Linked DNA regions of Mus musculus: regions 2, 3 and 4 are each linked to region 1. The links are chromatin contacts, called in public Micro-C and promoter capture Hi-C maps. All regions are on one chromosome and are shown on one strand. The core of a region is the stretch at or near the end of the contact, and the rest is flanking DNA. Distances in the headings are between cores, read along the strand shown.

Region 1 (6,688 bases), core at 2,297-4,796:
ATTTTCACAGTGTGGTGGTCCTTGGAAAACAAGTAAGAAATGCAAATGTACAGGTTCCACTCCGGACTTACTGAAACACAAACTCTGGAGACAGAATGCAACAATATATATTTCAGTAAATCCTGTATGTAATTCTAAGACCCACTGGATAAAGGGACCGTTCTGTAGTAGCTGGAAAGAGATGCGAACCCACCCAAAGTCTTCCTTGAGGAAGTCAAGTAAAGGCCTAATAAGGCTTTGGGGCAACTGTCAGAAAGGACTTAGCCTGGAGTGAGGAAAAATGCGATTGAACAGTGGGAAAGGAGGCTCTTAAGTAATGCTGTCAAGTCTCTCCTATGGCGACCCAGGAAATACAAACAGAGCGATTGAGCACGGACATTGAAGCAGTGTCTTGTCTAGGGGCCTTTACAACTCAGATAAACTATTCCTGCTCTATGAAATGGTGGGGAAATGTAGAGGGCTCAACACTGTCTTTCTAGCCAGCAAAGTATTATTAAAATAAGAAAGGCCTGGTTGCCATGGCAGCAGGGAAGCAGAAGAGAAGTTGGCATCTTAGTATCTCAGACAACAAAAGCTCTGGCACAAAAGCCTTTCAGGGACATTCAAGATCCAAATTACAGCAGTAGTATAAAATATCAGTTTTCATTTGGGACAAAAAGATTATCAAAAAATGTAGTGGTAAGAGCCCTGTGCAGAAGAAAATAAAAACTATGAAGTGTCCAGAGAGGCAGGTACACAAGAGGAGTAATTACAATGTGAATGAACCTCACAGACAGCATGCAGGCATTCTTAGAAGAACCTAGCAGACGTCATACAGGCATTATTAGAAGCAGGACATTATGCCATTATGAACTAAGGCTTTGCATTGAAAACTGTTATCAGAAAAGCCAGCTGCAACCAAATGAAAATGTTCCCAGACTATCTCCACTTGAGGAATCCTGAAAGTTAGCAATTTATTTATTATTTTTAAACCAAGGAAATACTCCTTGTTGGGTCAAACAACTTAGCATTAATACTCTTGGGGGGTCTGGTGCTGCTCTGATTCTGACAATTCCTCAGCCCCTTGGTATCATCCTAAGCACTGCCACATTGTCATTTCTTGTTCCACACTGTCATACACTAAATAGCAGCTTTTCATACAGTAAACTCTGAAGATACAGCTTTACAAAGACACACACCCCCATAGGAACGGATGGAACTTCCTACCTCTGAAACTACCTCAGGTTAAGTGGTGAGAGCCAGCCTTCCCTGGTGCTCTAACACCTGACACAGTTTGGGAAACTAAGAACTAAGCGAGGGAGCCTAAAAAGGAAAAACAGTGTAATGGGGGAGGAGCAAAGGACAAGTCTTTGCGCATCTTAACCACCAGGGGGCAGCACCACGGGGCTTAGGCATCAAACCCTTCCATACAGAGGCTGTAGATACACTAGCATGCAGTTTCTCTATGCTCTATGGAAGCCGCACCAGGGACTGACCAGCTACGCACGGGCCAGCTAGGAACCTCCTTTGCCTGCCCAGCTCTGAGAAGCTAAGACGTTCAGAAGCGACCAAACCATTTACTGCTCTGCATGCATCCAATCGACCCCCACACAAGGTTCTGAGAAAGTAAATTTTAAGTTAACACTGCTGTTAAATGGGAAGAACACCATTATCCTAACTTAAGACTGCACGCTCAGATCTAACTCCAAAGCCAATGGTCTTCTCTATTTTGCCAGAAAGGGATCCCATCTTTCAAGAATAGCCTATCTGGGTAAAGTAGAGAAAAAAAAATATGTTTACTTTTCACACTCAAGACACCTTACTCAAGACACCTTCAAATTACAAAGGAAAAGACACTAAAAGAAACAAATGAAGCCCGGTGGGTGGTGGTTTTAATCCCAGCATTTGGAAGGCAGAGGCAGGGGAAATCTCTGAGTTGGAGGCTAGCCTGGTCTACAGAGCAAGTTCCACAATACTCCACAAAAGCCAAAATAAACATAAGTGCTTATCTAGCCTCCACACACTGCAGCTCTCCTGTACAGGTAAATGCTCATGCCTGTAGCACCGCTCAGTACTCTCAGGATAAGTCCTGGGCACATCCAGTCTGCAGACGTCCCACACTCAAGCCAGCTCACATACAACCAAATGATCTTAATAGCTGGAACCGTAAACAGTAAACAGGTAAAGGATATAGAGAAAGAGGACCAGAAATTGATGATTCATTTTCAAATCCGCTGGGAACTATATGAGAATATTTGCAGTAAGCCAACAACTCACTCATACAAACCTATTATGAAACCAAAAGCAACCTCCGGCTTCTTTATTCCCACTTCTGTTTCCCTTCTCCGCATTTCTCCTCCTCTCTGTGACACACTCAGCGGCTCGGTCCTTTCATTCAGGGAAAAGGAGTTTCCCCTGATAGACTAGTAACCACCGGAAAGCAATCAACCAACAAAGCAAGCAGGTGAATACAGGAAGCATTCAATGTGGCAGCAGAAACCCAGCAAAAACAACCAATTTGTTCCCTCAACAGGTTATTTCAATTCCTTGAAAATTAAGACTGGGGAGAAAGGGGGAGAAAGAGACGACTTATTGTTTTCCTCTGCAAGACCACACTGTAAAACCAACAAAGACCGCTTCTTTAAGGATCCAAGAGACACAATAAATACCACCCAATTACTCTCCCACAGCAACAGGAAAAGTTCAACACTGCCATTTTCGCAGTAAGCAACAATTAGTCCTGCCGTTGTACACAAGCATCCAGCCTTCTTAGCAGGCACTGGCTCGCAGATCTCAGACACCCTTGTCTTTAACTGCAGCACCCAGGCAGCCCCGAGCGCTAACACCCACCTTCGCGGGAGGGAAAAAAAGGGCCTCTTCTTCTGGGGAGGGAAAACAGTTCACATCTTGTTCCCGTCGCCTGCTTCAGGAACCTAAAAACAGAAGCAGCAAGTCACTAACTCAAAAACCCAGGGCCAATAGATGCTCTCTTTTTTTTTTTCTGCGCTGTTTAGATGACTAGAAAAATGTACAGAAGAATAAGAAAGAGGGGGGGTCGGGTTCTAAGGCACAAGGGGATGCATGCATTTATCAACAGCTAGCCACTCCTTCCTAGGCTGTCGGAAACCCGCAGGTTTTCTAGCTTTGAAGTTCCCTGCCAGTAGCAGGGGGCTAAGGGGAAAGCAGGAGGCGGGATCGCAGGGAGAACCGCTGCCCCCCGCCCCCATCCAGCAGCCAGGGACTGCACCCACCGGCGACACGGGTCGGGCCACACAGGAGCGCCCCGAGGCGCGCAGGATCCGCTCCTCCGAGACGCGTCGGGCGGGCCGAGGTCTAGGGAGCCCCCGGGCCGGGCGCAGGGTCGAGCGGCCGCCAGGCTGGGCCCTCGGGGGCCCTCCCGCGCGGGCTTGGCCCGCACTCACATCCCGCAGCGGCGGACCCGGCAGCCGCCTGCAGCCCTCGCCGGGACGGACGGGCGCCTCCGGAGCCGGGGCCGCGGCCGAGGCGCCGACGCCGCGCGAGCTCGCCCAGAGCGGGGGCCCGCCCAGCCTGTCAGCGCGGCGGGAGGCCGGCGGTGGCCGCTGCTGCCCCCTTTCTGCTCTGCCTCAGCTTCCTGCAGCCCACGCCACGCCCACCGCGCGCCGAGCCCGTCTCCGCCCTCCAGGGGCCGCACGCCGCCTCCGCTCGGCCCCGCGACGCCGGCTCAGCTGCCCTGCTCGGCGGGCTCCGGCGCGGTGCAGCTTCGGGAAAGCGGCCCCGAGCGGCGGAGCGGGGCGTGGGCAAGCCGGCGGGGGTTGGCGGGGGGGCGGAGGCCGGCACGCCCCACTGCGCCTGCGCCGCCCGCGGGGCCGCTCTGCGGGGCTGGGCCGGGACGGGGGAGGCGGCCGCGGGCTCCGGGGAAGCGGAGGCGCGCGTGGAGATTCCCGGGGCAGCCCCCGGGCGAGAGCGCGCGAGGAGGAGGAGGAGCGGGGCGGGTGCGGGTTGGCGCAGCGTGCTTGCGGCCTCGGCTCGCGGAGGAGACGGCTGGGAATGAGTCAGCCCGGCCGGGAAGGCCCCGCTGCGTCCGAGCTGATAGGATTGGCGGCCGCTGCCTCCGCGGAGACTTTCCCCTTCCTGCTTTCGTTTCCACAGGCGGCTCCCTGCCCTAAGCGCTCGGCCCAGGGGACGTGGCACCGTGGACCGGGCGCTGAGACCCAAGTACCTGACTTCAGTTAACCACCACTTCTGCGAAGGGACCGCTTGGAAGAAGAAACGACGTATAGGGTCCCAAAGAGCCACGTTCATTCATTCAAGAATTTGTTCCCTGCTAGGCAAGGGCTCCCAGGAGAGGAGACGAAGGCAGCACCCATTCTGCATGTGCTATTCTCATAGAAGCCAGAAAAGAGGCTTTAAATCTGCACTGCTCTTTGTGTGTGATTGCCAGTAACGGGTACACACACACACACAAAGGTGAGTGGAGATGTTATTTTGAGATGACCAGAAAAGACCTCTTAGAGTGGCATTTGAGCAGAAATGTGAAGGATGAGAACGATCCAGTCCTGGAACTATCTGGTTTCAAGAAAGAAGCTAACAATGAAAAGGATTCTGAAAAGGGAATGTGTTTTAAGGACCAAGAAAGAACCCTCAATGGAAGACAGTAAAAGGAAAGGGGCTAAATAAGAAGACAAAGAAATAACTGGGGTCATTCTGTATAGGGCTTCTTATTTTTTCTCTTAGCCCCAGGTTTGTCAACCGAAATGAAGCATTCACAACACCCACGTCCCCTTATATACGTGACGGATGCTGTTATTCAGATCTTACATCTATTGTTTTTTTTGTTTTTTCCTTTATTTTTGAGTCTGTGAGCCTGGAACTCACAGAAATCCTCCTACCTGCCTGGGGAATGCCGAGATCAAAGGTGTGGGCCACTACACAATGCATGGTTTCTTTTAAGTAAATGTCACCAAAGCTAAAGATAAGGTGGGCAAGAAAAAAATAGATGATTAACAGTAAGCTTATAGGATTTAAGTCCTTTGTCAACCCACACAGGAAAACTGAGTAACTTGTTCATTCTCATTTACAGTGAAAATCATTCTCGGTGAGGTAAGAGTGAGCCAATGATAGTCTTGAATGTTGATCTCTCTTCACTCTGTAGTAGAATGCTTTCCAGCACTAGATGCGATTCCTAGTAGAGGCATAAGCTAGAGATTTGTTCCACCTGTTAATCTTTTCACAGAGTTCCTGCATTCTCTAATAAAGATAAGGGAGAGTTCTGAGGAATCGGACAAAATCTTTTATGACCTTCAGAAACTCTGCACAAACAAGTATGGGGTGGAAGATAAGACATTTAGATTTAGGACGTTTAGCATGGCCAGACTGGAAAAATAAAAGTCAATAGCTAGTTGTCTGCTGTGGCACTGGGTGTAGAGACAGGAGGCAAGATTCTGTCCTTTCTCTGTGGTAGCAGAGCTGCCTTCCATAGGCAAACAGTAACAAGACTGTATCGCTGTGTGAGATCAGCCCTTGTGTTCTATATCTTTGTATAGTTCTTAGGCTGTTGTGCTATAAAGCCAGCCATAAGTGATACCACACTCAGGAGGCTGGGGCAAGAAGGTTCTGAGTTCCAGGCCAGCTTGGGCTACATAGCAAGACTTGGTTTCAAATAAACAAAGCAAGCCTAGGTTGGAAAATTCATGGCCAAGTGTTCCCAGCACCCACGTGGTATCTCACAACCATCTGTAATTTAGGATCTCAGTCTCCTGGAACTGAATCCCAGGCCTCCTTCTGACCTTGGATACTGAGCATACATGTATTACACATATGTCCAGGCAAAACACTATACACATAAAGTAGACAGTCCTAAAAAAGAAGTTATGCAGTAGAAGCTAGGTGGCCCAGGTTTCAATCAAGGCTTTTACCAAGACAGTCACTTCAATTTCCTAAGCTTCCTGTTTATCCATGTAATGAAAAATATATCCTTCTCATCAGAATACGAGGATTGAGTATAATAGCATCATCATACTTAAAGAGACATTTTGAAGATTGGATAGGAAGTATTTTAAAGCCCTTAAGCACAGCTATTAAATGTCTGTTACAGCCATGGAAGGGGCAATTTGCAGATGCCATCAAGCTGGGAAGTATAAAACACGCTCTATCTCGTCAGTAATCCTGAGTCATTTGTCACAATTGCACCCCAAGAAACTGTCTTAGCCACCCTTGATAAAAGCTGAGTTGTAAAGGAGACAGATGTAGGGACTGGCATTTTTACTGTAATCTCATTCATTTTAAATAGCATCCAAAGTAATTGATTTCATTATAACGTGTGTGTGTGTGTGTGTGTGTGTGTGATCACTTTCTTCTGACTCATTGTCTTCTCCCACTGTCCTCTCTCATCCCCCTCACCCTCCTCTACTTGGTCCTTTTCCCCCTCTTAAATAGCACCTCCTTCTGTTCTCATGTCAGTATATTCTATTACCCTTTCTTTCCCCTTCCTCGCAATCAAGAACAGTTCTTCCCCCCTTGTGCACATTCTACTTCACACACACACACACACACAGAGAGAGAGAGAGAGAGAGAGAGAGAGAGAGAGAGGAGGCTCCTTAGATAAGAGGACTCAAAGGCATTTGTCTTCTAGAGTCCAGTGTACTTTCTGTCGCAGGATGACTTTCAGTTCCACCCATTTTCCTGCAAATGTCACAGCTTCATGTGTGTGTATACACCACTTTTCCAA
Region 2 (6,688 bases), core at 1,259-3,758, 420 kb after region 1:
CTCTCTCTCTCTCTCTCTCTGTTTGTGTCTGTGTGTCTGTGTCTGTGTGTGGCAGGGGGACTTTGCTCTTAGTTTCACTGACCAAAATATTTTGCAGAGTCATAGCTGCTGACTTATCTTGGGGGCCAAATATTTCCATAGATATACTCATATACTCAGAAGATTTCACTAAGGAACTAACAGCGTTTAACATTTTTGTTTTGTTTTGTTTTGTTTCTTTTTTAATGTCTACATGCAAAAAAAAAAAACCCTCCCAAAAGAAGGCTTTGTGAGAGCTCTGGTAATTTTGCTTGCTCAGTTCTGGCAGCTGCAGAACAGCTGACCATCGTAACGCAGTAAGGGCTAACAGATACCTAGGACCAGGGGTTTGGATCCCATTGCTTGTTAACCAGGCCGGCCAGTGTCGTCTGAGCAATGGGAGGTTCGAGTTTTCATTCAGAGCAAAGGTTCTCGGAGTAGCAGGGAGGAGGACCCCAGCAAGTGTCTGCTCGAGCACCCCGATGGTATTCTAAGCAGGAGGTTTCTCATACCAGAGTGGAGAAGAGCAAGGGACTGACTGCCTGTAAGACCTCAGCAGGGCACTTGCAATTTTACATGGCGAATTTATGGGCTCAAAACTAAATTCCAGAATCAAGTTCCTGTGGTTCACCTACACTAAAACCAGGTCCACTCGAGACCACAGGTCATGCCTGCAAAATAAGAGGAAACAAACCCTTTCTTGGCCTGAGGACTTTGCTTATTCAACTGGTCCAAAGGCCAATGAGCAACTAACCGGTAGGCTTCCTTTCTGGAGCAGGCTCTAGTGAACTGGTATGTGAACTGTGGGGCACCCACACTCATGCCAACTGCTGGTGGCAAGCACTTGGTGACCTAGTGGGATCTCTGCAGTGCCCAGGGCTTCAGACACACAGAACTGGGAAGGAGCCACAAGCTTTGCTCACCTCCAAGGCTTTCAAAACAGATTTAAAAATAAATTCTGTCTTCATCATTGGGAAAACAAGCAAGGCTATGTCTTCTGATCCATTCAGTCCCTTGGTAGGAGCTGTTCTTTAAATGTAGTGATAAACCTTTCCCCAAAACGCCCTAAACCACTTGGCACTGGGAAAGTGGACACTAGTGGGTTCTTTTGCACTCCTCTCCTCCCACCAACATCCTCTGTTAATGCGATTCAGGATGTTATTTATTTACTGGAAGCCTGACTTCCCTTTGCATAAGGTTCTGGAGGAACCCATGTGACCCCAAGGATTCCATTAACTTCCAAAGGCATTTTATTTTTGGCGGGGAAGACCTTGGACAGGAGCAGGCAACACCAAGCATTCCCAGACTCAGGAGCAAGGTGCAGTGCCCAGGGAGAAGGGGCTGCCCCATCGTCCCCTTTCCAGCAGAGGCAGCTGTAACTTCCAGATAGAGGGTGGAGCCTGGCTAGGAATCCACTTTCTCTCAAGGTGCACCTGTCCTTACCTGCTGGATGGCCCCACCTGGGGTGTGAAGACCCACAGGGTTCCCACCCTACAGCACATTGCCAAGTTTAGGTTATACAGACAACCTGGCCAGAAAATGAGATTCTAAACACAAGTAACTCAAATCTCTGAGCAATGGCCCGGACATCCACCTAGTCCTGGCTCAGCGGTATGTCAGGCATGGGCCACTTAAATACACCCAAGTGTGAAAACAAATAAAAGCAGCTTATATTATTTTCGATAGAAAAACGTGGTGAGCAGCTTGCCCAGGAGGAAGAAGGGGGTTGGGTTCTCTCAGCGCTGGTTCCCTGTGGCCTCAGTGAACCACAACTGCTGGCTCAGAAATGAGGCATGAATCTGACTGGAGAGGTACCCTCTAAGAAGGTATCTACCCTCTGCTCCAACATTCCCAAGGTCTCCACCATTCCGCGGGCTCAGATGTCTCTTTAAATCTGACAGAGAACAGTAATTCATACAGTCGCGGTTGGGCACGAAGGTGATGGTGGTGGTGGTGATGGTGGTGTGTGCAAGTGGTGGGAACAGTTAAGGATGAAGATCAAATTAAACCCCATTTAACCCCGCTTGTTTTCAAAGGACCCCTGCCCACCTTTCACGCGCCCTCTGATCATTTTGGAGAAAGCAGAGACAGCAGCCCGTGGAGCACCAGTATGGGGGAGGGAGGGGGTTAAGAACATTGTTTCCCCCGGGTGACACCAAAGCGCTCTGGTTGATCTGGAGCTTGGGGGCCCAGTACCGGGGAATGCGGGCAGCGCGTGCCACGCCGAGCCCACCCGGTCCCGCACGCGGCCTGGCCTCGGGCACGCGCCTGGTGCCCCCGCGCGCGACTCACCTAGTACCACGGCGGCCACGGTGGAGAGCAGCAGCCAGTGATTCCGTAGGAAGCGGCGCCAGTCACATCCCGAGCTCGTGGGCTTCCCCATGGTGAGCACTGACGTTTGCGATGAGTCGGGTAGCCTGGCCGATGCGAGATGCGGGATGCAGGGCACAGTGGAGACAACGCGCACCGGCCGCTGTCAGCGCTGCCACTGCCGCTGGGGACCGAGCACGGTGGTTTTGCGTGGCGGGCGCGCCTGGCTCCTCCCGCCGCCGCTCGCTGCAGCGACCGGGCCAACCAGCGAGACGGAGGGCGGAGCGTCCCGGCGGGATGGTGCGCGTGGGGCGATCAAGTCCCCTTGGGCTCCCGGTGGAGGTGTCCCACCGAGGAGCTTCTGACCCACTACGATCCTCACCAGTCTCCTTGGGGACGCACAGCCCTAGCCCAGTGCGAAGGGATTTGATATGGGACGCGTTTCTGCCTTGGGCCTCAGGCTTCAGAGCCACAAGAAGGGACACACTGTCAGAGCAGCTTTGGGGTGACGCACTGTCAGCAGCTTTGGGGTTTTTTTTCCCCACGTGATCTCTGATATTACCTGCGGGACTATTTAATTCTCTGATATTCCCTGCGGGATTATTCTCTGACTCGAGGGTCAGACAGGATCTGCCCGGACCAAGGCTTGGTTGTACACCTTGCGCGTGGGCGTGGTCATCTCTTGCACAACTTAACAAATGCACCCCTAGGGACTCGCCTTGTGGCCATTACTGGGTAATTAAGGCCTGCTGGTGTGGGAAGGTGGGCGGGCCTATTCTATCCCCAAGGCCAAATACCTTACAGGGTGTAGTTGGGAGAATCTGGGTTAGTGTGGTCACACACTTTGCTACCTGAATTTCTTATTCTGGTTTTACTCTTACTTAAGCAGACTCCTTTTTTTTTTTTTTTTTTTTTTTTTTTTTTGGTTTTTTGAGACAGGATTTCTCTGTATAGCCCTGGCTATCCTGGAGCTCACTTTGTAGACCAGCCTGGCCTCGAACTCAGAAATCCGCCTTCCTCTGCCTCCTGAGTGCTGGGATTAAAGGCGTGTGCCACCACGCCAGGTTTTAAACAGACTCTTATCTCCTTAGCATATCACTAACTAAGTGAGCCCTGTGCCCTTTTTGCATTCTGGGGTTTACTCTTTAGTTGGCTGTCAGGGGACTCTCCTTGACCAGATTACTCGACCACTAGAATCCCCCAATTAAAGCCTCATTCTTTTGGTTCAGAGTGATTTTTAAAAACCCTTCAAAAGACAATGGATTAAGCATTATTAACCATGCACACTATACTATGAATGATCTCACCTCCTTTCCAGGTGTTAAATTCTCAAAAGAAAAAAAGAAAAAAATCAGGAGAGAGGAAACTCCCTCGAGATTACTGGTTTCTTGGGGGAAGAGCTGGGAATAAAAATTCCCGAAGAGGGCAAACTATCAAGGAAAAGACTGGAGAGATGGCTCAGCGGGTAAGAGCACTGACTGCTCTTCCAGAGGTCCTGAGTTCAATTCCCAGCAACCACATGGTGACTCACAACCATCTGTAATGAGATCCAATGCCCTCTTCTGGTGTGTCTGAAGACAGCAGCAGAGTACTCATAAGAAAGAAAGAAAGAAAGAAAGAAAGAAAGAAAGAAAGAAAGAAAGAAAGAAAGAAAGAAAGAAAGAAAGAAAGCTTTCTAAAAAAAAGAAAGAAAGAAAGAAAAAGATTCACTCTACAGGACAGAGGAGGAGGAGGGATTGAAGTGAGAAGCCCACCTCCGTGTCTGGTCATTGAACTAATTCCTCCTATATGGGAATGTTGAGGGCGGGGGGAGGCACCCAGAGCTCTAATGAGAAGTTGCTCCAGTCACTGGTTTGCTTGACTCAAAGTTTTTTGGGGTTTTTTTGGGGGTGGGTTTCCTTAAGGGTTCATCCTCTCCACTTGCAGATGACACTTGAGGCCTTAATGAGCTATGCTCAACATCCATTTTATGAGAGCAGGGGAGTAAACTCCTAAATTCACCGTTGCTATGGCTGACGTCTCATACTTCATTGGGATTTCTCAGCCTAAACCAACAAAGAAATGGTGGGGACACGCAATACCCTGCAAAGTTGAAGTCCCCTAATGCATGTGTGTGTGCTCTCTCCCCATCTAATCTATGTATCTTTCCTATCTTCTACCTTTGTATCTCCATGGACACAAATGTTGTCAGATGGAATGGTAGTTGAGAGCCATTTCCCCTGAATGCAACACACCCATGCCTGGAAGATAAAATTCACTTTCCTGCCATTAGAACCTGAAATCAAGGAGAAAGAAGTGCTAGAGCTGTTTTTCCACAATAAATGTGAACACCTTCCTTTTACTCCTAAGTCTTTCAGACTTTATCCAGAGAAACTTTAGGTTGATTTCCATCAGTAAGTTTCTCTCATGCAATGGTTCCCTCCTCCTTCTTCTAAGAAACTGGTGTTCCTTATTGTTACCGTTTCCCTTTTACTGTTGGCTCACGGAGATATCTAGTTAGTGATTAAAGGAAAGAGACTTTGACTTTGTCATACACTGTTAAGCAGCAGGTGACAGCCTGATCTGAAATGAAAAAGACACCCAGAAACCAAAGGCCAACTCTTTCTGGCTAGCCTTTTTGGGGTGATTTGATGGCTGCAGTTCACCCTCCTAAGGCAGAAATGGTTCCATGGTTTCACGCAGCTGTGATAGAGGAGGCCACAGGCACACCAGTGACCATCAGTTTCTCAGGTAGCCTCTGGTGACAGTGGCTGTAAACCCTGAGGACACTTCGGGTGTACCAGATGCTCTTGGACTTGGGCTCTTCTTTATCTTCTGATCTCGAGTTTGGCATTACAAACCAGAGACATTAACTGCCACGGGAACTCTTCAGTGTTCTTACAAAGCTGAATTGGCTGAAATAAGTTTATTATTCTTACACGCCCTTGAAATCTGTGCTTCAACGGGCTTTATTGCTTACTGGGAAAAACTGAAGAACAAATACATTTTATCAAGCATAGACAAACCAGCACATAGGAGAGAAAAACTAAACGTTTGCAGTTGCTTCATACAAGATGTGTGACTTTGAGCAATTTACCTAACCTTCCTTAGCTTCTGCTTCCTTTTCTCAAGACACCATATAAGGTAGTAGCTGTGCATGACATCTGTCTGTCTGTCTGTCTATCTACCTATCATCATATCTATCTACCAGTCTGTCTGTCTATCTATCTATCTATCTATCTATCTATCTATCCATCATCTATCTTCATCATTATCTATCTATCCTTCATCTATCTTCATCATTATCTATCTATCTATCTATCTATCTATCTATCTATCTATCATCTATCTATCTATCTATATCTATCATCTATCTATCTACTCAGTATCATCTAGCTATCATCCATCCAGCTAGCTAGATAATGCCATCTCTACCTATCTACCTATCATATATCTGTCCACCAACATCATCTACCCACTATTATCTATCATCCATCCAGCTAGAAAACACTATGATTTTCTTTCTTGAAGATGAGTATGTAATTTTTGATGTAGTTTATCAGAACTTCTTGACCAGTGTTGAGTTTCTGTCTTCACTAAAGACTGTTGTAGGGAGCTTTTCTGAGCAGAGCTGATGACAGCACTAACCTGTGGGCACACACATAGCTATTTAGTTGTTGACAGACACATCATATCTGTGTTGAAAAACAACAGCAGAGCTTGTGGTAGTGCTTTGGACCTCCCAGCTGTGGCTTCTGTCCAAATTTACAGTAACCAGGATGACTTCCCCTCCCACTGAGCAGTGCCAAATCAGAGAATGGTTGCTGTAAACAAGCCTAGTGGATCTCATCAGATAAGACATGAAAGTAGAAAGAGGAGGGGGATTAGTGTTAATGGAGTGTGAGAGGAACAACAGAGGGTTATGAGAGCTTCTAGCCTCCATACAATCTAATCTAGACCTAGAATGTTTTCAGCCTCTCAGACTTTCTGCTGAAAAAGATCACCCTTTATAGTTCTTTCTGAACTCCGGCTGACTGGTTCAACTCAGTTTCCTGGCTAAACTCATCTCCACACTGACTGATTCAAGTTGTTCTCTTTCAGCTTCTGACAGAATTGCTCTGCTTGTTCTCATACTAACTTTGGCCATATCTTCTGGCTCCTTCTCATTCTCTGGCTCTGTGTTTACCTGTGCCTAGCTTGTTTTCTCTTCAATCTTGTTCTCTGTAAAACTCTTCAGGTAAAACTGCCTCCTCTCCTCTCCAAGCTGTTCTCTCTTAAGTTACCTCATAAGCCTTTCTGCTCTCTGTTTTTGTGAGAATTGGGCATATGCTATTCTGTCAAATCTTTCTCTGATTCATCACTTTGTCTGCCTCTCAACTGG
Region 3 (6,688 bases), core at 1,972-4,471, 340 kb after region 1:
TTCTGATGTGTTCAGTTAAGATCAAAGTCAATGCAGAATGCTGTCTGCCTGGCTTAGCAGAAGCTTCAGGCCTGGAGCAGAGGGTGGTTTCTAAAGGGCTGAATAAGAAAATGGGCCCCAGTTGGTCCGTGTTCCCAGTAAGTAGCAGTGACATCTCAGACTCCTAAAATTCCCTTCTTCCTTCCCAAAATAAGAATTGTGTCTTCAGATAGACACAGAGGGCTCTAAGGATGGCTCAGAACTCAATAAAGTTTTCAGCTTTGACTTCTGTTTTGTGGGTTCCCCAGGTGTGATGCCCATGGTATTAGGAGCTCTCTATTGACTAAGGTGAGAGAATCTCAGTACTTGGTTGGGGTTTGGATGGTGCCAAGTCTGTGGGCTTCAGGTGTGTCCCTGGTGTACTCATTGCTTTACCAAATAAGGTCACTCCATGGACAACCTGGCAGGGACATGGAGGAACAATGAGGTCCCTGAAAATGTAGACCAGCCCGGAAGTGGGGTCCTCATTGATTCGCCTGCATTGTGTCATAATCCCAGACAGGCTGGAGAAGGGGCCAGTGGCAGAGAGGCCTAGAGTGACGGCCTAGAGAGGGTGTGTCCATTTTGATGCTGAGATTGGGTGAAAGAACTGAGAACGCGGTCACATTTGTGGAGATGATACTTAGGAAGCCAATGGTGACTACACGTGACAATGCGCATGCCTCTGTCAGGGACTGCACTGGGCCAGCATCTTTGTATCTTTTTGTTTTGTTTTGTTTTGTTTTGTTTTGTTTTGTTTTGTTTTTGAGACAGGGTTTCTCTGTATAGCCCTGGCTGTCCTGGAACTCACTTTGTAGACCAGGCTGGCCTCGAACTCAGAAATCTGCCTGCCTCTGCCTCCCAAGTGGTGGGATTAAAGGCTTGGACCCTCATTCATCTTGGAAGCAAAAGTCACTGCTTCTAGGAAATATCAGGGTTTAAGTCAGCCTGGTTTCTTCTTTTACTTGAAACGGCTTCCATACCAGGTACAAGCTTGGAACCTCCACAGCATGACCATGTCCCTTTCTCCAATCTTAGCTGAGGTTCACAAACTGTTCGACCCTGGTCTTTCTCTAATAGGAAGTGAGGTTCAGTATGGAGCTATACTTACTCTGATGGCAGGGGCAGAGCCAGAACTTGGAACTAGAAGGTAGATGTATAGACCTGAGTATCAAAGAGAAAGCCAGAGACCAGGCTGTTCCACTTTCAATTTTGGGTGTCAAAGAGGCATCTTTCTTCACAGATGTTCTGTGTATGGTGTGTGTGTGTGTGTGTGTGTGTGTGTGTGTGTGTGTGTCTGTGTAAGATAGAAGAAAACGGTCTGGGGCTGAGAGGTCGGATTGACTCACTGCCATCATAACACTAGAACTTGCCTTCTGTTGAGCCATGTACCGACTGCCAGCCTCACTTCAAATGCCTCATATGAGCCCATTTGGTCCCTAACAAGCTACTGCGGTTAGGCATGGTTTTTTCCATCTCATAAATAATGCAATTGGGCCTCAGAGAAGTTAAGGAGCATCCACAGGATCCTAAATCTACTAAGATATCAGATGAGGATTTAGACACAGGCACGTGCTAAAACCTTTGCTCTCATCACCAGCCCAGAGGATGCCAAAGATGCTTGGAAAGATGCACTGATGTTGAAGCAGGCGGTCCTGCTAATAATGAAGCTAACTCGGGACTGGGATGTGTAGGGATAGACTTATCCTGCTCCTTCACTCCACTGTCTCATGTTTAATCTTGTCCCCCACCCAGCCCCTAACCTTAAGTGTCACCAGGGATACCAGACTGGTGGAGCTTACTGGCTTTTGAGAACCCCTGCTGAAGTTATGAAGAGTTCATTTTAAGCATGTTATCAGGCAGCTTTGCCAGAAGGAAATGAAAGCAGTAACAGACAATGCGGGGCAGAAGGCCCAGCCCAGCAGAGAGAGTCTGCATGGCTGGGAAGCTACCTGCCCAACCAACCCAGGCAGGGGCCTTTGTCCCAACTCACAGGAGCCAGTCAACAGCAATGATCAGGGTGACGTCCTCGGCAGGCAGCCCCACAGCACTCAGCACGATCACCATGGTCACCAGGCCAGCCTGGGGCACCCCAGCAGCTCCAATGCTGGCAGCGGTGGCTGTAATGCTAGAGCCAAGACACAATGGCAGGCAAGGGTTAGACATCCATTTCTCAGGCCTCAGGTATGACACAGGCTCCATGGCTGCTGTTACAGTTATGGTCCCGTTCTTTACACTTAGAGCCCATTTGCTAAATAACCAGTTTTGTCGTGTGTGTGTGTGTGTGTGTGTGTATGTGTGTGATCTGCCCAACCATCCAATACACACATACACACACACACACATACACACACACACACACACACACACACACACACCTGTACAAGTGCACACCCCAGAACTGTAGGGGCTTAAGAGGAGCAGGATGTCACAGCAGGAGGAGAGCATGTGGCAGGTCACTCTAAAGCTAACAAGTACTGAACAGCAACAATCCACAAAACGGAGGCAGTTACGTAGAGGGAGGGCGGGGATTTATCAATTTTTTTTATACAAGTATTTTCATAAAAGGCTTTACCTACCCACCCTTGCCTCCTTCCTCCTCCAGTCTCAGCTGTTCAGTCGTTTACAGAGCACCTAGCATGTGCCAGGAATTTCAGTTGTCTCGGGAAGGGGAGCAGAGGGGGCGGTAGAGTGGATTGGCAAGGATGTCTGAGGCGAAGGCAGAGGGATAACGTAGTGGTTATGTAGGCTTTACATAATGCCTGGCCATCACAAGACTCTTGTCTTCTCTAAGAACATCCCTTAAAGGCACCGAATTGAGAAATTGTGACACTGTCCAAGGTACAAGCATTCCTGACTGCTCCTTCAGGCCAGCAGATGTCCTTTGTATAAAAGGAAGAGCGACTTGGAATCTTAGGTAGTTCCAGGTGAACTTCATTACCATGTTTTTGACAAGATCCCTCCTGAATTCACAGTATAGGGCATAGGGGCATTTCTCCTGGTATTGTCCAGTTTCTCACCAGCAGTGTGTTTATTTTAATTGGGCCATTCTGGAGAAATCAAGGCTCACCGTGTCCTGAAAACCCACTGAATGGGGAGAGCAGGCAAGGCCACCCACAGTGCTTTTTGGAGCTGTGGCCTCACCCTCAGGGTATAAAGTATCATTTCCAGATGCGGGTGGGCTGAAAGGCAAAGGTGCAGAAACTGCTGATGTAAACTAGACAAAGCCCAGATCTAGCCACAGATGCGTATTCCTGTGGGTCCCAGAGGCCTCTGGATTCTCAAAGAGGCTCTGCTGCCCATTCATCTGCCCAGGGCTGTCTTACAGGTCAACAGCCGGGCAGCTGCTTTGCCTAGTATGTTTTCCTGTAGAGGCTATGGCTACCAGTTTACAGTGACTTTGTTCTGGGGTTGTATCAACATTTCTGAAAGTTTTAGGCTTATATAATCCAGGGGGGCTATCCTTCCTAAATCCTTTTTGAAAAAAAAAAATCCAACTTTATTTCAATGATGGTTGAAAAAAAAATTAAACAATGTATCAAGGGTTTTTCTTTATCAGAAGAGATTTGTGCCCAGGCTCATTGATCCCCTTGAAAGCCTCAACACGTGGTTAGCCATGTCCTTACCAGCGTGAGGCTGGGCTTCAGAATTCAGTCAGTCAGAGACGACTCTGCTCTTGAGCCTTGGACTTGCTCACAAAGCTTCTGTCATTTAGTTGGCTTTGGTGACATTGAGAACATTCTGTCTTCAGGTAAGGGGAAATGGATGAAAACCTATTCATTGTTCAAACACATCCTGCCTCAGCACAGCCGAGCCTTCAGCTTCCAAGAAACAAGGGTCTGCCCTAGCGCCCAGGCTTAGCAGGACTGGAGGGCGGGCTGTGGGGTAGCATGAAGTTAGACAACACATCTGGCTTACATTCCTGGTTCTGGCGATTCTTCAGCAAGGCACTTCTCCGGATCTCAACTCCTCGCCTGCATTTGAGGGGTTAGATGTCTGGACAGCGTTTGTGTAGACAAAACCCTGAAAAGCCAGGATAGTACCTGTGCAGCAAACTCAGAACACGACACTTCTGCTGTTCTGCCAGGATCAAAACACACGCTGCTCTGAGTACAGCAGCCACCATGGGAGCAACACTGTCTGAGAATCCTGAGGGACCAGGAGTCTGACAGCTCTCAGGTAAGTAGGCAGCCAGGGAAAACACGCTCTACTTTCCCATAAACATTTAAGATGGCTGGCTTCCTTCTTCCTCTTTGGGGTAAAGCCTTGATGTTTTTCCTGCCAGAGGAAACTGCCTGGCGTTGATTATCAAATAAGGGAGAGGGGACTCTAATGATGGGAACCAATCAACTTTCTGAGTTCCCCAAACCATTGCAACAGCCCAAACCAATCAACTCTGATAAAGAGAACTCATCTCACCATCATATGAAAGTTTTGGCTCTGCCAGAAAAACCCAGATTCCGGATCCTGGATCCTCTTTCCAACTGGAGGAGTCTGTTTCCCTGTGTACTTTTGTGTGCTTTCAATAAAACCAGGCTGAGCGCTGCAAGCTTGCTTTTTCTTTTTACTCTGTAATCAGCCAAGAGGAGAACTCTGTTCCTGCATCCCCAGTTAACCTGACTATTTGAAAGTCCAACATCCCAAGTTCTCCAAAATCTAAGACTAATGTGACACTATGGACGGAAAATCCCACAGCTGATCTCACACGACAGATCATAGTTAAAATCTAAGCACTACACATACTTCATGAAATCACGGCGACTATAGCATAACGTGTACGTGAAACATAAATGAAGCTCACCCAGGTTCATCTGAAACTGACCCTTGAACCTGAACTATGGTGCTGAGATCAACAGGCATCCCAGTCTGTCACACAGTGCGTTCCAGCAGAGCTGTCTGTAGCCATGAGTCTGTTCCATAGCCGTGCTACCCAGTTCAGCCAGCCATGGGCCACACGGGGCTACTGGCTAGTAACGCTGCCCTAGGACACAACTCCAATGGAACTCACCACCAATGTCATTTCTCCTACCTCCTTAATCAATGTTCAGGCTTCATTTGACTTGAACTTTTCTTGGCATCAGACATGGGGCATTTTAATCTTTGAAAGCAAACCTCTTGACCCCAGGTTTCCTCGATGGCCCTGTTTTCCTCCCACCTGGTTTCTCCCTCCACCCTTTTCCCCTTCATCTACCTCTAATAGGATTTTATGAGGTTTCTTCCTCAGTTCCCTCTTCTCTACAAACTCTTCCCAAATAATGTCACCCATTCCTTGCATTTACTGCGGACTCACTGTGTAGGCACCAGGACCTTATAAGCATTCTCTTAAATCCAGACACTGGCTCTCTGATTCACTAACTCTGAGGTATGCCCAGTGTAGGTCTTGATCTAGGCCATTTGAGGACTTACTGATCTTCTAGTTTGTGGTCCCTGCTCCCATCCAAGCCTCCCACCATACTGCTAATTATCTTTAAAATGAAAATCTGTTTATCATATGATAATAATCTGGACTCTTGCTGGGTTCTGAGATATTTCTGCTGTTCTGAGCACTTATCCTTTGTCTTTTCTTGCTATTCCCATTCATCTAAGCTTTATCCATACTGTTTTCTCCTCTAGGAATCCTCCTTTCCTCTTCCCAGGTATGTTTGATCCTTCTCTCGTTGGGGCCCCCATGATTCCCCATCAATTTTCTGTGAGAGTCCTATCACAAACCCAGCATTTATTTGGGTATCTAACCCTTGTCCACCAGGAACTCCCGTTTGAGCAAGAACTGGTGCTAGATTCAACCTTGAATCTTTGGTGTGTCAACTGTCTGGCACCTGTTGGCCACAGTGAACTGAACAGAGAGCTGCTTCAGCAATCCATCTCCTGAAGCAGGAATTGCATGCGCCATGAATCTACCCCACCACGTCTTGGGCAAGGGACTTATAGACCAGCAGAACCATTTCTGGGCCCTTCTCGGTTTCTCTCCACGGACCGTGTTTGCTGGAGGCAGTCCAAGCAGTGATGTAGTGAGAGCGCCATTGTACCTCACCTGATGGTGACGATCTGCCCAATGCTTAGGTCCAAGCCATTCAGTTGCGCAATAAACACGGCTGCCACAGCTTCGTAGAGCGCAGTGCCGTCCATGTTGATGGTGGCACCAACAGGCAGCACAAATCTCGTGATCCTCTTGTCTACCTGGTTCTTTTCTTCCGCACAGCGGAATGTAACTGGCAGGGTTGCCGAACTGTGGGATCAAGAGAAAAGACTTTAGGTCTAAGAAGGCCAGGCCTCAGTTTCCACCCCCAAAAGATCCTCATTTCCTAAAAGGTGAAAAAAGGGCCCCAAAGCATGCTGGTAATTAAGAAAATAATTTATTCTAATTTTATTTTATGTGTATGGTATTTATGTTTTGCTGAATATATATCCTTATGCTTGGTGCCCTCAGAGGCCCAAAGAGGGTGTTAGATTTCCAGGAACTGGAGTTACAGGCAATCATGAGCCATTATGTGGGTGCTGGGAATTGAACCTGGGTCCTCCCCAGTCCATATGCTGGTACTTTTGGCCAGACCAAAAAACAGGAGGTGCTGTGCCTACCACTGCCCGCCCCCCCCCCCGCTCCCCCCCCCCCCCCGTCAGAATCTTTCCTGGGTATCAGGCCACATGGAGAGTATAAGAAGTACTTGGAACG
Region 4 (6,688 bases), core at 2,055-4,554, 310 kb before region 1:
GACTGAGAAGACAGCTCAGTTGGTGATTCCTGCCTCTCCCAGGTTTGGAAGAACAACCCGAGTAAGGTCAGGGTCGTGCAGTTGCCAGTCTGTCCCCCCCCCCCCCCCTGCAATGCTCTTTCCCAGGGAAAGGTCAGATTCTGTTCCTGGTGCCCACATAAAAGGCTAGGTGTAGTAGCATGTATCTGAGATCTAGCACTGGAGTGCTGGGGACATGCATAGGCACAGCTCCCACGTCAGCTGGCCAGCCAGCCAGGCTAAACAAATCACTGGGCTCCAGGTTTAGTGAGTGACCCCATCTCAAAATAATGTGATGGAGCCAAGTAGTAGCGATGCATGCCTTCGATCCCAGCACTTGGGAGGCAGAGGCAGGTAAATTTCTCTGAATTTGAGGCCAGGCTGATCTACAGAGTAAGTTCTAGAACAGCCAAGGTTACACAAAGAAACCCTCTAGAGAAACCATTAAAAAAGGGGGGTGGGGTGGGGCGATAGAGAGATGGTTCAATGGTTAAGAGCATGGACTGCTCTTCTACAAGTCCTGAGTTCAATTTCCAGGAACCACATGGTGGCTCACAACCAACTGTAATGAATCCGATGCCCTTTTCTGGTGTGTCTGAAGACAGCTACAGTGTACACATATACAAAATAAGTAAATAAATCTTTTTTTAAAAAAAGGAATATGATGGAGAGCAACAGATGTCACTCCCGCCCCCCCCCCCAGGAGAATCTACATAAGATACTCTATTTACCTCAATTAAAAGTAAACAACTTGTTGAACAATGGCTGGTGTCCATCGTTAATGAATAGTTCTTCAAAATGTTGAAAAATGGGCTTTGTCCCAAGCTACCCAATTGCCACTCTCAATTAATTTTAGGATAAATGTCAAGCCCAACAAATTAGGTCTTTTCATGCTGTACTGGTTTTTAAAATGTTCTGAATATCATCCTTAGTTTTAAGTACATATAAAAGTTACACTGGCACAGTGGGAAATTTCCTAAACAGAACTCCAATGGCTTAGGCTCTAAGATCAAGAATTGATAAGTGGAACCTCATGAAACTGGAAAGCTTCTTTTGAAAAGCATAGGACATGGCCAATAGGACAAACTGGCAACCTACATATTGGGAAAGAAAATCTTCACTAACCTCACATCCGATAGAGGGTTAATATCCAAAATATATAAAGAACTCAAGAAGCTAACCTCCAAGAAACCAAACAAACCAATCAAAAAAATGGGGTGTAGAACAAAACAGAATTTATAACAACATAATCTTGAATGTTGAGAAGCATTTAAAGAAATGTTCAAAGTCTTTAGTCATCAGGGAAATGCAAATCAAAATGACCCTGAGATTCCACCTTGCACCAATCAGAATAGCTAAGATAAAAAACTCAGGTAACAATACATGTTGGTGAGGATTTGGAGAAAGAGGAACACTCCTCCATTGCTGGTGGGATTGCAAACTGGTACATTCACTCTGGAAATCAATCTGGAGGTTCCTCAGATAATTGGAAATATATCTACCTGAAGACCCAGCTATACTACTCTTGGGCATATACCCAAAATGATGCCCCACCATGCCTCACATTTCTCAAACATGGGTATTTTTCAATTTAGGTTTCTGACTGAGTTCTAAAGGATTTTATTAATATGGTAAATAAGGAATATCATGGATGCATCACATTCTGTCACATCTAATTTGAAATAGAATAGTATTTCTGATTAACCAATTATTAAAACTCATAATTACAAATATTTATCTTTTAAACATGCTCTATATTCAAGTAATAATGAAAGATGGATACTTAACAATAATCTTTACTTTTTATTTGATCAAAAAGAAAAGGTGACAGTACTTTTGCTCCTATATGCAAGAAGATAACCATTATTCCTAATTTTAATTGATTACATTGGTTGTGATAGTAGAAAATAGCTGATTGTATAGTCTTTTAGTGTCTTCTCTCTTATTTACAAGTGTTAATAGGGATAGGGAATTTCCAAGAAGTATGTATTTGACCAGCTAATGGTGTTTAAAATGTAATTCTTTCTTTGGATGTTTGAGAGAAAACTGAGATTGCCAACCATCTAAACTTGCAGAACCCTACTCTTATACAGGTGGAAGCCATTGTCTTAGTTAGAGTTTCTATTGCTTCTATGAAACACTATGACCAAAAAGCAAGTTGAGGAGGAAAGGGTTTATTTGGCTCACACTTCAAAATCACTGTTCATCATCAGAGAAGTCAGGATAGGAATTCAAACAGGGCAGGAACCTGGAGGCAGGAGTTCGTGCAGAGGCCATGGAGGGGTGCTGCTTACTGGCTTGCTCCTTATGGCTTGTTCAGCCTGCTTTCTTATAGAACCCAGGACAACCAACCCAAGGGTGGCACTACTCACACAGGCTGGGCCCTACCCCATCAATCACTAATTAAGAAAAACACTTTATAGACTGTCTACAAGCCTTTTTTATGGAAGCATTTTCCCTTCTCAGATGACTTTAGCTTGTGTCAGGTTCACATAAACTATCCAGCAATGTCATAAAATTTGGAAGCAATTCCTCCCTTCCCTTTGGTGGTGCCAGAATTAGAACTCTGGGCCATGAGCATGGTGAAAACATGCTCTACTATTGAGTCCCCTCCCGGTCCAGACATTCTTTTTGTAAAGACTTTCTATCCTGTTTCCATGTGCTACATGGCTTTACCACCAGGTGGAGCCATAAAACCAAGTTGTATTGTCCTGCCTTGTTTGGTGCCCACATACATTCAAAATTCCTTCTGCATCAAGTCTTCTAACTTTAATAGTGTGTGTGTGTGTGTGTGTGTTTGTGTGCGTGTGCGTGTGCGTGTGTGTGGTGTATGCACATCTATGTTCACACATATGGCGGCCAAGGAGTATACTGCTCTATCACACTGTACCTCACTCCCCTGAGAAAGGGTCTTCCACAGAACTGGAGCTAGGCTGGCAGCCAGCAGTCCCTAGCAATCCTTCTGCCCACGTCAGCACTAGAGTTACAGGCTTGGCTGTGATTCCACACATATTTTTATGTGGGGTAGAGTATTTGTACTTGGGTATCATGCGTATGAGGCAAACACTCTTACACACTGAGCTACTTCAAGTTGCATTCTTTAAAAAGGGCTTTTATCATGAGCAAATAAAATCTGAAGTGATCAGTAACCTTTGATCAACACAGTGAACATACTAAACTAAAATGTTTCAGTTTAATCTCATTTAAGCAAGTAACAAAGACTTTCTTCTCCACTCGGAGACTAAAGGATAAGAGCACAGACTACACAAGGGAATGACAACAGCTCACGGCTCAAATGTCAACTCTGCTGTTTGTTCTAGTGAGTGGTGGTTTAACAACAACAACAAAATGGTGAAAGATGCCCTTCGTTTGAACTATAAATCAGAGAGGTCTTTTAAAATGTTGGAATTACATTTTTATATAGTCCAATAGCTCCATACTACAGTAATATGCTCAGTCTTTTTGTTTTTAAAATTGTTACACTTTTATTTATTTATCTGGGGTGTGGGTGCTTGGACATGCCACGGTGCATGTTTGAAGGGCAGAGGCCAACCTTGGGAATCAATTCTTCATTCCTACCACGTGGGCACTGGGGAAGTAACTCATTAGGTTTGGAAGCAAGCACTTTTACCTACATCTTCCTGGTCCATGGCTTAATACGTCTGAAAGGTACCTAATAAAAAAACTTTTCCCTAAACCTGTCCCACTAACTTATGTACTCTTCTAGACAACAAACTTCTAATACCATTTAAGACCAAGCATTCTTACCACTGTATACACCTTGCTCTTTAACCAACAGTGTATCTGGAAAGTCTCTTAAAGATTGAGCCTCATTTGTTTTCACAGCTGTGTACTGTTCACAAAAATCATGTATGCAGAGGGAAGGACGGTAATAAATAAAAGGCCAGCCATGAAGCACTTAAGATAGTAAAGTGAAACTGAAAAAAAAAAAAAACATTGAGAATAGAGTTCTGTGCTTTAGTAGTTCTTACTGCCTTGTCACACGACATCTACTCACACTGCAATCAGAAAGCTTAACACTCCTTCAAGTGTACTCGTACTTCCAAGAAACACATGGAGGCTGCAGAGAGCGACAGCTCCCTCTTTTCTTCTCATACATGATTTTATTTGAATCTTTTAGTATGTTATCATTCCATACAATCAAACAGTTAATTTATACATTTTGAAATGCAAACAATTTTCTTGTTTGTCATATGATTTAATCAACTACATGGTCTTTTGTGGTCAGAAAATCTCAAACTTAACCAGCATACCATACCTCATAATGGGTGCTTGCAAATCCAGTATTTTCTTCATTTCTAAATTCAATGCTGGGGCACAATGTTCTTCCTTAAAATGAGGTATCCCCTTCATTTGTGGACTTCCTCTAAGAGAAATAGCACAAGGTTAAGACAAAGATATTTATTTTTTCCCCCAATCTGTACCTAATAGGCATTCAATTAAATAAATATAACCAATTTACAGACTATGTGCTCATTTTATAGATTTAAAAATGAAAGTCAAACTTGAATTCTATCACAGTAGATACATTTATATACCAACTAGATATATGGAAGCTTGAGTAATTTAACTTGTGTTGGGGGGCTGAGAGTAAAAAGCAGATGGAGGAAAGGAGGAAGGGAGAAAAGGGGAGGGAAGGGGAGAATTAAGTTGAACTCTCAAGAGAACCAATTTTGTTTAAAATGACTAAGAGTGCTTTCCTACCTAGGAAATTACAGAAGCAATGTTTCATTCCATACGCAGTACTATATGGTCGAAACTGTTCATTTATTTCACCTTACCTCACACCTTATCTTTGATTCCTAGTCTGTGGCTTTTCTTCAGGATTAACGTCAGATTCAGGGATGTATTTGGTTATTTCACAAATGACTTGGCACTAAATAACAAATGGTGTGTGTATTTAAATCCATGGTGATTAGTGGCCGCACAAGAATAGGTAGGCCAATGTCAGGAAACTGAGCACACACCTCCTAAGAGGACTACAGAAGTGTCTTGGATTCCTCATCTGCACATGCTATCAGCAGACTACAACTCTTCGCCTGTGTAGGGACTTGACAGTTATGGGTCTACTCAGGGTTTTATTGCTATGAGAAAGACTGTGACCTAAAGCAGCCTGGGGAAGAAAGGGTTCACTTTGCTTCTACTTCCACATCACAGCCATCATTGAAGAAAGTCAGGCAAGGAACCCAGGGCAGGAACCTGAAAGCAGGAACTAATGCAGGGGCCATGAAGGAAGGTGCATATTGGCTTTCTCATGTCTTGCTCAGCCTACTTTCTTCTGTACCAGCTACAATAGGCTGGGCTCTTTCACATCGATCATTAACCAAGAAAATGCTCTACACAGATTTGCCTAAAGGCCACTCTTCCCAGGCATTCTTTCAACTGAGAGTCCTCCTTCCGAGACGACTCTAGCTTGTGTGAAGTTGACATAAACCTAACCAACACACTATCTTTTGTGGCAGCTATCAATTTTGACAACAACTGTCCTGCTTATATCACATCACTTCTCTTTCTAATCACCTCCCACCCTGCAATTCAATTTGTTAACACTACAATAGCTTTTGAAGTTTCTAATGTTTGTGAGAAATCACTTTACTTTGCTGCTCAGAAACCTGCTTTGCTTTCTTTTTGTTTGTGGATTTCTTTTTTTTTCTCCCCCCACCCCCCTAGATAAGCTAGATGGTAGTGTATTGTCATCTTGCTGCTGTGGTAACCAGGAATATTTGCGTCTTTCTATGTCTGGCAGGCTAAGCAGGTTGATACTCAACCATTAAGGTTAATGTAACAACGATCTTTAAAAAGAAAATGAGAGACTAATTTACCAGAGTCACATTGAAAGTGGTAATCATGCACTCTGTGGTCACTGTCCGAGGACATTCGCCAAGTCTAAGTGTTTTTAAAGCTAATTTTACTTTAAAAAGTAGTACTTAAGCTTCAAATAGTGCTGGAAGACTCAGGAAAAAGGAAAAAAGAATGTAATCTTTGGAGATTCTGATAACAAGCTAACCTTAGAGAAAGCCCCAAGTTAAATAAAATGGAGACTCCTGAGAGGCCGGTCACTTTAAAACTATGCACTTCAGAGACAGTCATGGTGGGAACCTGAGCGAATGCTATAGTTTTCTCTTGTATGTAAGAAAAATCATGTCACACATGCTCAAAGCATTTTTTTAACGTTTTTAAAAAATATTTATTTATGTACTATAGCTGTCCTCAGACACACCAGAAAAGGGCATTTGATCCCATCACAGATGGTTGTGAGCCAGCATCTGGTTGCTGGGAATTGAACTCAGGACCTCTGGAAGAACAGTCAGTGCTCTTAACCACAGAGCCATCTCTCCAGCCCTCAAAGTAATTTTTTTTACCTTTGTATCTCAAAAGCTTTGCCCCTCCCCTGAGTGTGTGTGTGTGTGTGTGTGTGTGTGTGTGTGTGTGAGAGAGAGAGAGAGAAAGTGAGTGAGTGAGTGAGTGAGTTGAGGTGATCTCACTATGCAACCCATGACAGTTTAAAACCTGTGCTATTATGTCTCCACCTCTCAAAATGCATATATTACAATTTTATGTTACTGTGTCTGAGTACACTTTTGTTTTTGATAATTTCATGTGTATATAAATTAAAATTTGGTCATTTTTAAACATTACCCTTTTCTAT

The links. Promoter capture Hi-C pulls out the DNA fragments that hold promoters and counts their contacts. A called contact is a pair of places that touch in the nucleus more often than the background predicts.
Region 2: a contact with region 1 is called in a Micro-C map of embryonic stem cells, with 5 times the contacts expected there. A contact is called at or near these places in 3 of 39 promoter capture datasets (the 3T3-L1 cell line, embryonic stem cells and hippocampal neurons), 2 of 484 Hi-C or Micro-C datasets (cerebellum and embryonic stem cells) and 4 of 130 datasets of targeted methods (embryonic forebrain, embryonic stem cells, forebrain and 1 more).
Region 3: a promoter capture Hi-C map of hippocampal neurons shows a contact between it and region 1, with 2.3 times the contacts expected there. A contact is called at or near these places in 2 of 39 promoter capture datasets (embryonic stem cells and hippocampal neurons), 3 of 484 Hi-C or Micro-C datasets (cerebral cortex and cortical neurons), 1 of 130 datasets of targeted methods (embryonic forebrain) and 3 of 9 other capture datasets (adipose tissue, embryonic stem cells and pancreatic islet).
Region 4: a promoter capture Hi-C map of the C10 cell line shows a contact between it and region 1, with 2.6 times the contacts expected there. A contact is called at or near these places in 7 of 39 promoter capture datasets (the C10 cell line, the HPC-7 cell line, liver and 1 more), 3 of 130 datasets of targeted methods (the 230-238 cell line, bone marrow-derived macrophages and large pre-B cells) and 1 of 9 other capture datasets (adipose tissue).

The regions. Positions count from the first base shown.
Region 1 is chr19:29,248,661-29,255,348 of GRCm38.p6, reverse strand. Jak2 (Janus kinase 2) reads right to left here and starts at 3,546. Exons shown (of 25, transcript NM_008413.4): 1 at 3,231-3,546; 2 at 2,830-2,912.
Region 2 is chr19:28,830,955-28,837,642 of GRCm38.p6, reverse strand. It overlaps Slc1a1 (solute carrier family 1 (neuronal/epithelial high affinity glutamate transporter, system Xag), member 1), which reads right to left and starts at 2,508. Exons shown (of 12, transcript NM_009199.3): 1 at 2,311-2,508. The coding sequence starts at 2,401. The region is part of intron 2 of Gm52404 (a long non-coding RNA gene); the gene reads left to right.
Region 3 is chr19:28,904,889-28,911,576 of GRCm38.p6, reverse strand. It overlaps Slc1a1 (solute carrier family 1 (neuronal/epithelial high affinity glutamate transporter, system Xag), member 1), which reads right to left. Exons shown (of 12, transcript NM_009199.3): 10 at 6,050-6,244; 11 at 2,012-2,146. Among named protein-coding and RNA genes, the nearest start is that of Plpp6, 56 kb to the left of the region's middle.
Region 4 is chr19:29,559,702-29,566,389 of GRCm38.p6, reverse strand. It overlaps Ric1 (RAB6A GEF complex partner 1), which reads right to left. Exons shown (of 26, transcript NM_001081319.1): 4 at 4,298-4,405. Among named protein-coding and RNA genes, the nearest start is that of Ric1, 41 kb to the right of the region's middle.